2 separate regions of the Arachis hypogaea genome follow, and region 1 is linked to region 2. Evidence: chromatin contacts called from public Hi-C data. All regions are on one chromosome and are shown on one strand. The core of a region is the stretch at or near the end of the contact, and the rest is flanking DNA. Distances in the headings are between cores, read along the strand shown. Region 1 has its middle 8.2 kb from the start of LOC112792538. Region 2 holds the start of LOC112792537 (probable inositol transporter 2).

Region 1 (5,842 bases), core at 2,902-5,401, 35 kb after region 2:
ATTTTTTAATAATTAAAATTTAACACATATAATTACTTAAATTATGTTATTTTTGTCAAAATTATGTCAGACAAATTAATTTGATCGAAAAATAGTGAATCAAATTTTGAATCTATCTAAATTAATATTATTTTTTATAAAAAATGACTATAATATTCCTATTATATAAAATGACTAAAATACTCTTATTATATATATTAATTTTGAAAATTCTAAATTTTAACCCTTTTCTTCTCTATCATTATAGGGTTAGAATTTAAAATTTTTAAAATTAATATTAATATATATATAAAATAAGAATATTTTAGTTGTGTTTTATAATAGGAATATTGTAGTAATTTTTTATAAAAAATATTAATTTATACTGATTCAAAATTTAATTTATTAATTTTTTTGCTAAATTGATTTGTCCAGTCTAATTTTAATAAAATAATACAATTTAATTGATTATATGCATTAAATTTTAATTTTTAGAAAATATCTTTTAAAAAATAACGTTTTTGACATCTTTATCTAAGTGATTCTCTTATTTTAATTAATATTAAAATTTAGATGATTAATTTAAAAGTATAGCATATTTTTATTTAATTAGTGATTGTTCATGTTATTTAAGATGATCATTATTTCCTAGCACTTCCCCTTTAATTTTTCCTCTTGCTTTTTTATCGTGCATCACGTTTAGCATATATCGTCGCCTTCGCTTATTTTAATTCATCTATCTGCTTTTTATACCTTTATATTTATATAAATTGTCACTTGCTTTCAATTAAGTAATATTTAAATATAAAAAATATAATGTAGCCACTAATAATTAATTTTTGAATTAATTATAATATATTTGTATATAATTAAATATATAATATTTAATTTATTTTTAATATGTTTTAATATTTTATATATATTTTATATTAGGACTAATTTTTTAGTTATAGATAATATAACTGCATAAATTTTTATAAAAATATTATTTGTACACTAAAATCAGTTACTAATATATTTATGTATAAATACATATGTGATTTAATTTATTTTTAATATATATTTATACTCTAATATATATTTTATACTAGTAGTTAATTTTATTAATAATTGATTTTAATATGCATGTAACATAGCCTATATCTTTATATAATTGTAAAACTCGCAACGTTTATATTAAGGTTTTAATGCAATTATGACAACTTTTTCTAATCTCTCCGTTGTCTTTCTTTTCCGTGTGAAAAATTGTTTTATTTGTCTACCAAGATTATCGTTAAATTAATATTTTTATCCGTAATAATACTATAAAAATATAAATTTTTTGAATTTATGCTGACTTTATATATCTTGATATTATAGATTATGATTAACAAAATTATAAAATTAAATTATTTTTACAAAAAAATTGTAAAAAATAAAAATTTTTATCGATTAAAAAGACTAAAATCTTTGTAAATAAAATATAAATAAATAAAAAAATTTTAGTCATTATTTTGATATGAAATGGTTTAATTTTTTATTAATAATTAATTTTAATATTTATTATCTAAAATTTGAAAAAATTTAATACGTATACTTTTATATTTTACCTTTGATTAAGTGTTAAGTCTATTGTACAAATAAAAATACTTAATTTGTATGCATGTTATTTAAAAATAATATTTTTCTCTTTTTCTCTCTCTCTCTTTCTCTCTCTCTCTATATATATATATAATTAGATTTTAATTAGTATTAAAAAAAATGATATATAATACATTTTGGTTGTAAAATCTATATTAATAATGATAAAATTAACTTAAAATTAATTTTTTAAAACAATTGAATCTTGATTCTAATTATTAATCACAACATCAATATTTTTTTTAAATTATATCTAATAAATATTTGAATAAAGAGAAATGAAAATATAGATTAAAAAGATAAACTACGAAAAAAATATGTATATAATAATAATAACAATAATAATAATAACAATAATATATTTTTGAATAATATTACTAGATATTTTTTTAATTATTTTATTTTATTAATTTAATTTTTGTAGAATAGAAAGATAGGGAGAGATAGAAAATAAGAGAAAAAAAGATAAAGAAAAAGGAGAAGGAGAAGAAGATATGAAGTTTGTTAATTTTAAAAAAATATTTTTTATTTTAATTGTAATGAAATAATATTTTATGACATATTTATATTTAGTCATTAATAATAATATATAAGAGAGATAAAGTGGGTGAAGCAATAAGAGAGATTGAAAAAGGGTGAAAGGAATAGAGGAGGAGGAGATAACTCTATAATTTTAAAGAAAAATATTTGATTTCAATTGTAATAAAGAAGTGATATGTAACATATTTTAGTTGTAAAATTAGTAATATATATATATATATATATATATATATATATATATATATATATATATATATATATATATATATATATATATAGACTTATGATGCACGGACAATATACAAGATACGATATGAAATATAGAAATACACCAATTTTATATTTTTATAAGATACGAAAAACACAATATACATATAAAATATAAAATATTTTTTAAATAAGTTATAATTAATGATGTTTTAATATTTTATTGATATTAAAAAAATTAATTTTTAACTATTTTAATAATTTTTTAATTATATAAAGTATTTAAAATAATTTTTTGTTTTAATAAAATTTAATTATTCTGTTAATGTCTATTGTTTTACTAAATTTGCAATTAGATATTTATACTATTTTTTCTTTCAATTAAATTTTTATACTGTTTTTAATTTTAAAATTAGATCTTTATTAGTGTAAAAAATATTAAAATTAATGTAATTTTAAAAAAAATTAAAGATATTAACAATTAAGAATCTAATTAGATCTTTTACCATATTTTTTTGAGAAAAATATTCCGTTATTTTTAATATTTTTGACAAAAAATGATCTAATTATAAAATTAAAAGTAATATAAAAATCTAATTAAAAGAAAAAAAGTATAAGAACTTAATTATAAATTTAGTAAAATTACAGGGATCAACAGAATAATTAAACTTTTTAATAAATAATAAAATATATTATTTTTAAATTCATATCAAGAATATATGTTAGGAATAAAATTAAATATGCTAATATGTGATGATATTTAAATGTGTTCAAATAATTTTAAAAAATATTTTTATTTTTTGTTAAAATACAGTTAAATACAAAAAAATATGCGTATCAGACAAATATTAAATAAGTGTTATATTTAAAATATATTTGACACCTAAACATGATAACTCCGTAAAAAATATCTGTATTTATTAGATATAAGACTATAGAGCCTAAAAAATTCAGTCAATAGAAGCAAAATTATCTTCTCATATCTACTATACATGTGATTTTGGATCACTCAATTATTCTTCTCCCTTTTGTATTCATACTTCATTCATGCTCTTAAACCTTTCCACAAATGTTTTCTTCTTGTTTCCTTTGTCCTTTTATAAAAGAAAATGTGAATATGCACAATTCATACACTTTAATAATTTAGCCCTTAATTATTCAATTAACCCTGCATATGGAAGAAAAAAGTCAACATCATATATAGATGACCGTAAATGAGGTGACTACTAGCTAAGTAGAGAAGGTTCTTAATACATATAATTTGTTGGATCAAACTCCTCTAAAGGTAGGAAATTAATAAAATAAAATATATTATTTTTAAATTGAAATTATAAAATTCACATATAATAGTTATAAATTTAATAGTAATTTTTATTTTATTATTTTGCAGATTTTTCCACTTTAGATTTTTTGTTTCCCTAATTTGTTCTAGACTTTTAGTTTTAGGTCATAGCACACCATGACTATTGTTTTATTTTAGACTTCATTATCATGTTGAAAAAATTATATTAACGTCCGAAATGCGATTCATTTATTTGTTAAATATAACATTTTATTACTTCAAACCTCTTACATACTAAGCTCCATTTAAGAGAATAGATTGCTGCATGCACAAAGCGGGATTCGAACCCCAACACTTACTTAAGCGAACTAGTGAGCTAACCACTAAACCAACTCAATTTGGTTATATATTTATTTATTTCAATATATTAAAGTTAACTGACCGGACCTAGTTGAAAATACAGTTACCATTGGGCTTTTAATATCCTTATTAGTGAAACAACGTCACGCTCTTCCAAGCCCAAAAAAAGGTAACGCCCCTCAATGTGGCTCAGTAGTGATTGCTATAATAGGTTTCCATTATGTGGGTCGGGCTACCGGCCTCATTACTGAAAAAAAAAAAGACGAAAATCATACCTAGAATCCGAAACTTTTTCATCAGAGCAAGGGAAAGAACGAAAAGGTCTGAATGAATGAAGTGGAAGGGCATGGTGTTCCTGTGTTTACTTATTCATCACGGTTTCCAGGTTGTCCCCTTTCCATTTTCCAGAATCTGGCAAAGAAAGAACAAGAATCGGTCCCAAGAAAGTGATTTTCCCCTTTATCAAAAACCAATAACTAGGTTTTTTTCATTATGCATAGTATCTTTTAATAGGACAGGTTAAGAACTAATGCGTCGTAAATCTGAATTCTATTTAAAGTTTGTTATTAATTAATACATTGTTGTATGTACAAAATGAAATTCGAATCCCGATATTTATTTAAGCGAATAAATAAACTGACCACTCGTACTAACTCAAATTGGTTAAACCAATAATTAGGTAACCCAAAGAAAAAGAATGCTTCATTTCATGCATGCATCTACTCCAATTTTTTAAAATTAATATTCTCTTTTTCTTATTCCAACATACTTTATTTTACTTTTAGTTTCCAGAACTTTATTATATATGTTCTGCCCACAAAAATAATACTATACTGCTATTTTTCTAGTTCTAATTACAAGAACAGTTAAAAAAATAATTTAAAGTTATTTAATTTAATATAATATTTATAATTATATATTTATTAGATAATATTATGTACTTATTTAACAATAATTAAAAATATAAATAAAATAATTTTAAACTGAATTTTTATTATTTTTTAAATGTTTTTTATTTTGGAATTATCATTATAAATAGACGAATTACTTGTAATGCAATACAACTATAAAATTATGATAAAAATTCATGTTCAGTTCATTTTATATGAAATTAATAACTGAAAGTTTTTATATAAAAAAATTTTCTCCTAAAATTATACATATTATATATATTAACCATATTACGTATATACAAAAAATTAATCACTAATATAAAATATATGTTAAAATATATAAAAATAAATTAAATAACACATATATTTATATATGAATACATAGTAACTAATTTTTAATATGCACATGATATTTTTTCCATGTATGTCACAGTAAGATTCTAGAAAAGACAAGATCTTATATTTAAGAGATAATAGCTAAATTTATTCCTAAAAGATCAATGATTCTTCAAATTAGTTTTTTAAATTTTTTTTTAATTAAATTCATCTTAAAAGATTTTAAATTAATTGAATTAGTTCTTTTGCTATTTTTTTTATTGACAACATCAAAATTTGTTAATGTGAAACATTAAGTGACAACACACATAAAAGTTTTAATTGATTATTAGTATCATAAGTTTATGAAATTAGATTAAATAAAAACCTAATTGAAGGAAAATTTTGAGGCATTAGAATCCCTCAGTTTAAGGTTGATTTGATCTAATTTCATAAACTTATTATGATAACTGCTAATTAAAACTACTAGATATGTGTTATAGCGTCAATAATTTTTTATGTCATTAGTAAAGAAAATAACAGAAGAACTAAAATGATTAACTTAAAATTTTTAAAGAATAAATTTGATTAAAAAAATCTTTTAAGAATTAATTTAAAAAATAAATAATCTTTTGAAGATTAATTT
Region 2 (6,669 bases), core at 1,880-4,379:
TGTCCCTGGTGCCTGAATCAAGTCACAAAATATGTTTTAGATCTTTCGTGGCCAATAATATTATGATGATTTCTAATAAAACATAACACATGGGTGGTATGTTATCTAACCTTGGTAAATGCCAAGTTAATGAGGTAAGAGAGGAATTGGCCGCCGGTGATGAGGAAGCTGTTAAGACTGACAAGTGCACCACGGACTTTGGTTGGCGAAGCCTCGGAAATATAGAGGGGAGACGCCATGGAAGCCATACCAACACCGAGACCAACAAAAACTCGGCCTACGATGAGAATGGCGGAGGAGGGTGCGGCAGCCATGATTACAGAGCCAAGTAAAAAAAGCAAGTCTGCAAGCATGATGGCGATTTTCCTTCCATATTTATCGTTGATCCATCCACCAATTGCTGCCCCTATGATTGCTCCAGCTATTGCCGTACTTACAACAGCTTCCTGAAATTTTGTTTAATAACAAATATATATCAACGTTACACCATTACAACTAACACAAAATGCATTTACTTCAAGTTCAGGACATGGATAATAAGAATAAAAAATAAAAAGACTTTGCTGATAGATAATGATTTTTTATAAACAATGTAAATAATAAACTCTAAAATTGGCTCAATAAGTTAAGAATACAGTACATTCTTATTATTTAGTATTTTCATTGTCTACCTGTATCTTTCCAAAAAAATATTAGGAATCTAAAACTTTAATCAATATTAACAGCACTTTGAGGTAACACCTTATTGTCATCTCTTGGTATTTTAGATTAAAAAAGATTATTTCCGGGTCTTGAAGTTTTCAAAAACATTGGAAGTGAAAAAACACATTGTTTTTAGGGCCTAATTTGATATTCAATATTAGAGGATGCACTTGTGGGTTTTAGTGTTTGGGCCTTGTATTATCTCTCCCAAGAGGTAGAGACCGTGAATAAAAAAACCAAGTAGACTGGTGTCTTAAAAAAAAAAATTTTTTACCGAAAAAAAAAAACAAATTTTAGTTTTTTCCCTTTAAAAAATAATATTAGGAACTAACTTTTTTAGGCTAATATCGATCAGTATTTTTAAAACTATTTTTTTATCTTAAATTTTAAAGCTTAAATTATAAAATCTAAACTCGAAATCTTTTTAAAAATAAAACGGTTTAAATAATATTAACTAACAAAAAATTAGTTTCCTATATTTTCTCTTTTAAAAAATATTTTCAAAGAATCATTCAAACAAGCCCCAGATAAATTAGAGATTCTAACAATAACATCACTTTCATCCTTTAACCAAAACAAAGAGGGTAAAGTCAATCTTATCTCAAAGCAAACACTACGAAAGATAGAGAGACTCATTAACTATCAAATAACCATTATTAAGCTTGAAATATTTTCTATCTGTTTATTGATTAATAAGTTACACTTAACATATTGATAAAAAAGTATTGAAAGAAAAAGAACAAACCATGCCTTTAGTTGAAAAGAATTAAAAAAAATTGTTCATATAAAAAAGACATGACATCTTCATAATTAAAGTGTGGAGATATCTTTCCTAAAAAAATTCGTGGAGTTAATAGCAATTGGCTTCTTTTTATCAATTTTTGCCTCTTTGGGTCCCATCTATTGTTATCTACGGTAACAAGCTACTATGCTTTCCAGGAATTGATGAATAATAAAAATTAGGAATTCGGTAGCCTGGAATCTGATTTCTTTAACGTTCAGATGAGAAAGAAATAATTGGCACAATAATAATGTTACAACAAAAAATTATGAATGCAATTGGCATGTGATCTTCTATATTTAGTGTGACGATTTTGCAATTCTTTAATTGATGATAATAGAAACTAAATAAATACCAGTCTGGAAATTAAAACATAATGACATAGAAAATAAATAATAATAAATTCCGTTCCGGAAAAATCTCCGTAAAATCAAAACAGATAAAACATTTTCCAGAAATAAAAATAACAAATCTGTAACGTTTTGCGAGAAATCCGTGATTATAAAATTCGCAGTCAAAAATAAAATAAAATAAAAAGAAAAAAAAAGAAAAGGAAACAGGATTCGCGACAAATTGATGAAAAAATCAAAGTGAAAACAGAGAGGGAGGAAAAATGTGATAATTAATTGACTGAGAAGATCAGTTCCCGTGAAGACTGAGAACGACAAGATGGCAAAGTTAAGCAGCATTGGCCGAAGTGATGGTTAAATTATATCAAACTTAAAAGCATGTGGTTTGTTTGTTTGTTTTTTTATGTGAGACTTGGTTGTTTGTTAGTTTTGAATTGTTGTTATACTATGCGATGCGAGGCCATTAAAAAAAAAAAAAGAAAAAAACAGATTAGTAATAAGTACCTGAAGCCAAACTTTCCTATCAACATCTTTGAAGTCATCTATTATGTACAAAAGAGCCCCCGAAATAACTCCTGCAAGGAGGATAATTGAGATATAATGAATTAGTAGTAACCGTAATAATGATATAATAATGTTGTGAAGAGAGAGTGAGTGCTGACCAGTGTCGTAACCGAAGAGGAGGCCACCAATTCCAGCTGAGAAAGCCAGGCGAAGAACGTAAGGATTCTTATACGAGAGAGACAAACACTCGCGGAAGGCCGAAGCATCAGGCTTGTGTACTCCTCCTTCCATTAGCTCCTCCTCCTTCTTTGATCCTTACCCTTCTTTAGGTGTACTCACCACTCACTCACACAAATAGAGCACGAAATTAGGAGGAAATTTATCAAGAGAATATGAGAAGAATTATCAAGGTCTTCCTCAAATTCAGAGAACAAGATAAAGAGAGAGAAAGAGAGAAAGCTAGAGGAAGTCAGATGTAGCAGAGATATGAAGGGTGCGCATGTATTTATAGATGGAGGTTACACTCCAGAACCAAACTAATCCTCATCTTTTTAAAAATTTAATAACAAAAAAACAACTGAAATATCTTAAATTAGAATTTTTCTCCCTTATTTCTCTAAAAGGAATTTAAAATTTTAAATTTAATTTGAAAAAAGATAATTCCATCTAGAAATAAAATATGTATGTTTTGTGCATATGTCTGAATTAAGATGAATTATTGGTCAAAAATTAAATAAAGAAAGATAATTATGGATATAATGAATGAGTACATTAAATGAAATTATATTTTAAAATACACAACTAATAAAAGATTGCCATTGTTATATATTAAAATTGGTATATGTAAAAATAAAAATTAATATATTTGATGAGAAAATTTATTGTTATATTATACGTAAAGTCTAAAGTTTAAATTTTTCACTGTTTTACCAATAAAAAAATTCTTATAATATTAATTTAAAAATATAAATTTGTTTTACATTATTATCGATTATTATCGATTAGTAACCGAAGAAGGTATTACCTTTTATCAGTAACAAGTGATAACTGATAAATTTGTTTTACATTATTATCCATCAGTACAGATCGAAGAAGAAGGGATCACATCTTATCATCAATGATAAATATGTGCATAGTTATTAAAAACAATTTGTATAGTTGGACTTGTGTTAGTTTTTCTTAAGATACATAATTAGTTAAAGAAAACAAACTTAAGTAATAAAAGATTCTTTTTCTAATAGTAATAAGAAAAGTTTTTTTTACTTGTTTGGCTGTCATTAAAGATTAATTTGGATTGGTTTTTGAAAAAAATATTTATTATTTTCATTTTTTTAAAACAGATTTTTTTAACATATAAAAATTATTTTATATTTGGATAAATTTTTAAAAAAGAATTTTTAAATATTTTTTAATATATTTGACAAATTTCTAATAGTAAAAATAAAAATACTATAAAAATTAAAAAAATATTTTTTAAGAAACTATAATTTACATCTTTTTTTAAAAGATATTTTTTATATAATAAATAAACAAAAAATACTTTTATCTTATTTTACTCAAACATAATTGATAAATAACAAAATTTTTTTACATGAAATATTCAAATATAAAATTACTTTTATTTTTATAAAAAAAATTTAAAAAATCATTAAAAAAAATATTTTTTTAAAAATAACGTCCATGACAAAATCTGTATTTTAATTCACAAAATTAATCATATTTATTATAGCAAAGAAATCTTATCTTCACAATTTATTGTAGCTCTAGTTATAACTTTATCTATATATAATTCTAATTCTAAACTCTCTAAAAAATAGAATTATAAAAAAGTTATAATAAAAAGACTTATTAATGTTGACCAAGTAAAAATTAATTTCTTATATTTATTCATAAATATATTTTTTCTAAATATTCATTATCCGTGACTTTTCTTATTATTATAATAATAAAAAGGGTAGTGCTAGAAAATTAATGACCTAAGTGTAGAATGTGTACAACGGGCTAAATCTTTGATCTATGAATAAAATGAACAATTTAAGCTGATTTTAGAATTCAACAAGGATGAAACTCCTAACCTTTCGGATCTATAACTCTAATATCAGATTATGAAATCACTCATCCTAAAAGTGTAACCTAATAGGACAATGTAACACTAATGATTATATCTCTAATACTTCCTAAACCTACATTGTGCGCATTGTACGCTTAAGCCATTGGTTTCCAGTACTTTCCCTAATAAAAAATAATAACTGCTTGACCAATCCAAGAAAAGGAAGCAAGATGAGAATGCAAACAAAACTGCACAACACGAAGAACAAATGCACATGAAGAATAAGATATACCTTTGTTCTGCATGGCAAACAAATTAAAGCACGGAAACTCGTTTTTAAAGGGTACGTACCATAATATAATTGTAAAGAATATGTAATATCTGACTATTTGTATTTATGGGAAGCTACTTGTCTATACGTCCATTTGTCGCATTGCTTATTATGTAAAACTCAACATATATGACAGCTAACCACTAAAATTACCTCTTAGTACATCATATATTACCCTTCCCATCTTTTGTTTTCTTACTCGTTTTCTCCTGTGCGTATCGTCATATACTATATATGGTTGTACTATTTGTAATTAGCATATCTTATACGCAAGTGTGTGTCTCTCTCTATATATATCATGTATGTTCATATTTTTCCCCTTCTCACCCGATAATATTATTTGTACAAATATCTTCTTGCTGTCAAAATTGGCCACAAATTTAATGCATGTAAGTAAGGCGAACAAAAAGAAGGCAAGGAATTTTCCGTGTATAGGAAAATTATATATTCACAAATGAAAATTAAAAATACTGAAAGAAAATAATTAAATTAGATTGATTTAATAATTAGTTTACCAATTCGCTTAAATAAGTGTTAGAGTTTGAATTCTCATTTTGTGTATGCAGCAATTCATTGACCAACGACAATTTCTTAAATAAAATTATGATCTACTGCAGATTAATTTTTGGCCTATCGATCATAAAGATACGTCAAAAATTAAAATATTAAAAGTCAATTTCTTTTAGTTAATATTTTTTATGTTTTAATTTCTTTAGTTTTTGTTTATCCACTAATGATTTATTAACCAATTATTAATTCAAAAATTGGTTCCCTAATAAAATCAATTGCCGAAATGATCATTATTTTTGCTTTTCAATATGGTAAAGTGCATTTTTGAAAACCTCAACCTAGCTATTTCCATCCAATTTAAGATATAAACTTCATTTAAAAAAAAAAGAACATCAGGTTTATTTTCAGGTCACCCCAAAAAGTTTTGTTCATTTGACAAATTTTTTATTATATGTCGTTAATATATATAATTATGATATTAAACTACTTTTCTCTGTTTTTCAATCATTAATGTCTTTTAACGGTTCTTATCAACACTAATTTTTTTTCATAACGATCAAAATAATGCTAACAAAATTGGAGTATACTTTTAAATTATTAATTCATGATCAAAGATAAAATATGGTTAGTATTGGAATTCGAAAAAAACAGGGAAGAAAATGAAGAAGAGTGAAGGAGATTCAGACTCTTTGCATTGCAAGAATCGGTCAGAGGAAGGATGTTACAATGAGATGGTGGAAAAGGAGAAGGATTTACGTACATCGTTGTGGCTTTGTGAGGGCAACTATCACTATTATAATTCGACATTTTTTTTAGAGTAATATATGATAACAATAATAATAATAATTATTATTATTTATTTTTATTAAATTATTAAATTTAATTTATAATAATTTTTTATTTAACTTTTGATATTTAATAGTGATCAATTTAAAAATTGCTTATTGGAGATTTATTAAAACGATTAATTTTCAAATTAAATGAAATTGATTAGTGTTTTTTTTAGAAATCAATTTGAAAAAGTATTATTCATCTTTTTTTAAATTAAATTTAGTTTTTTCATAACAATTGTATTAATTAAAAGAATTTTTTCAACTATAAATATAAAGAAGAATTGACTTCTAATTATATAAAAAATAAATTTATAAATAATTGTTTACTGACATGTATAAAAAAAATCAGACATTTTGATTGTGTTTATTTTAAAAAATATTTCTCAAATTTTTTTAAAATATAAAATCTAAAAAATATATTTTTAAATTATTATTTTAATATTTTAATTTGTAAATTAAATATTTTAAAAAATTAATAAAATATAATTATAACAATAATTATGTTATATGTATATAAAAAATAACTATTTAAATAAAATATATATTAAAAATAAATAAAATAATATATATTTATACATAAATATATAATAATTATTAAATAATTTAAT

The links. A called contact is a pair of places that touch in the nucleus more often than the background predicts.
Region 1: a contact with region 2 is called in a Hi-C map of an unstated tissue, with 2.3 times the contacts expected there. The contact joins the enhancer-like site here to the promoter of LOC112792537 in region 2. A contact is called at or near these places in 3 of 8 Hi-C or Micro-C datasets (leaf and an unstated tissue).

The regions. Positions count from the first base shown.
Region 1 is chr13:143,715,525-143,721,366 of arahy.Tifrunner.gnm2.J5K5, forward strand. No RefSeq gene overlaps it. Among protein-coding and RNA genes, the nearest start is that of LOC112792538, 8.2 kb to the right of the region's middle. Within about 2 kb of position 4,152, at least 2 of the 3 cell types and tissues checked have open chromatin away from gene starts, as enhancers often do.
Region 2 is chr13:143,681,847-143,688,515 of arahy.Tifrunner.gnm2.J5K5, forward strand. It overlaps LOC112792537 (probable inositol transporter 2), which reads right to left and starts at 3,130. Exons shown (of 5, transcript XM_025835811.3): 1 at 2,496-3,130; 2 at 2,338-2,408; 3 at 111-446; 4 at 1-12. The coding sequence starts at 2,628.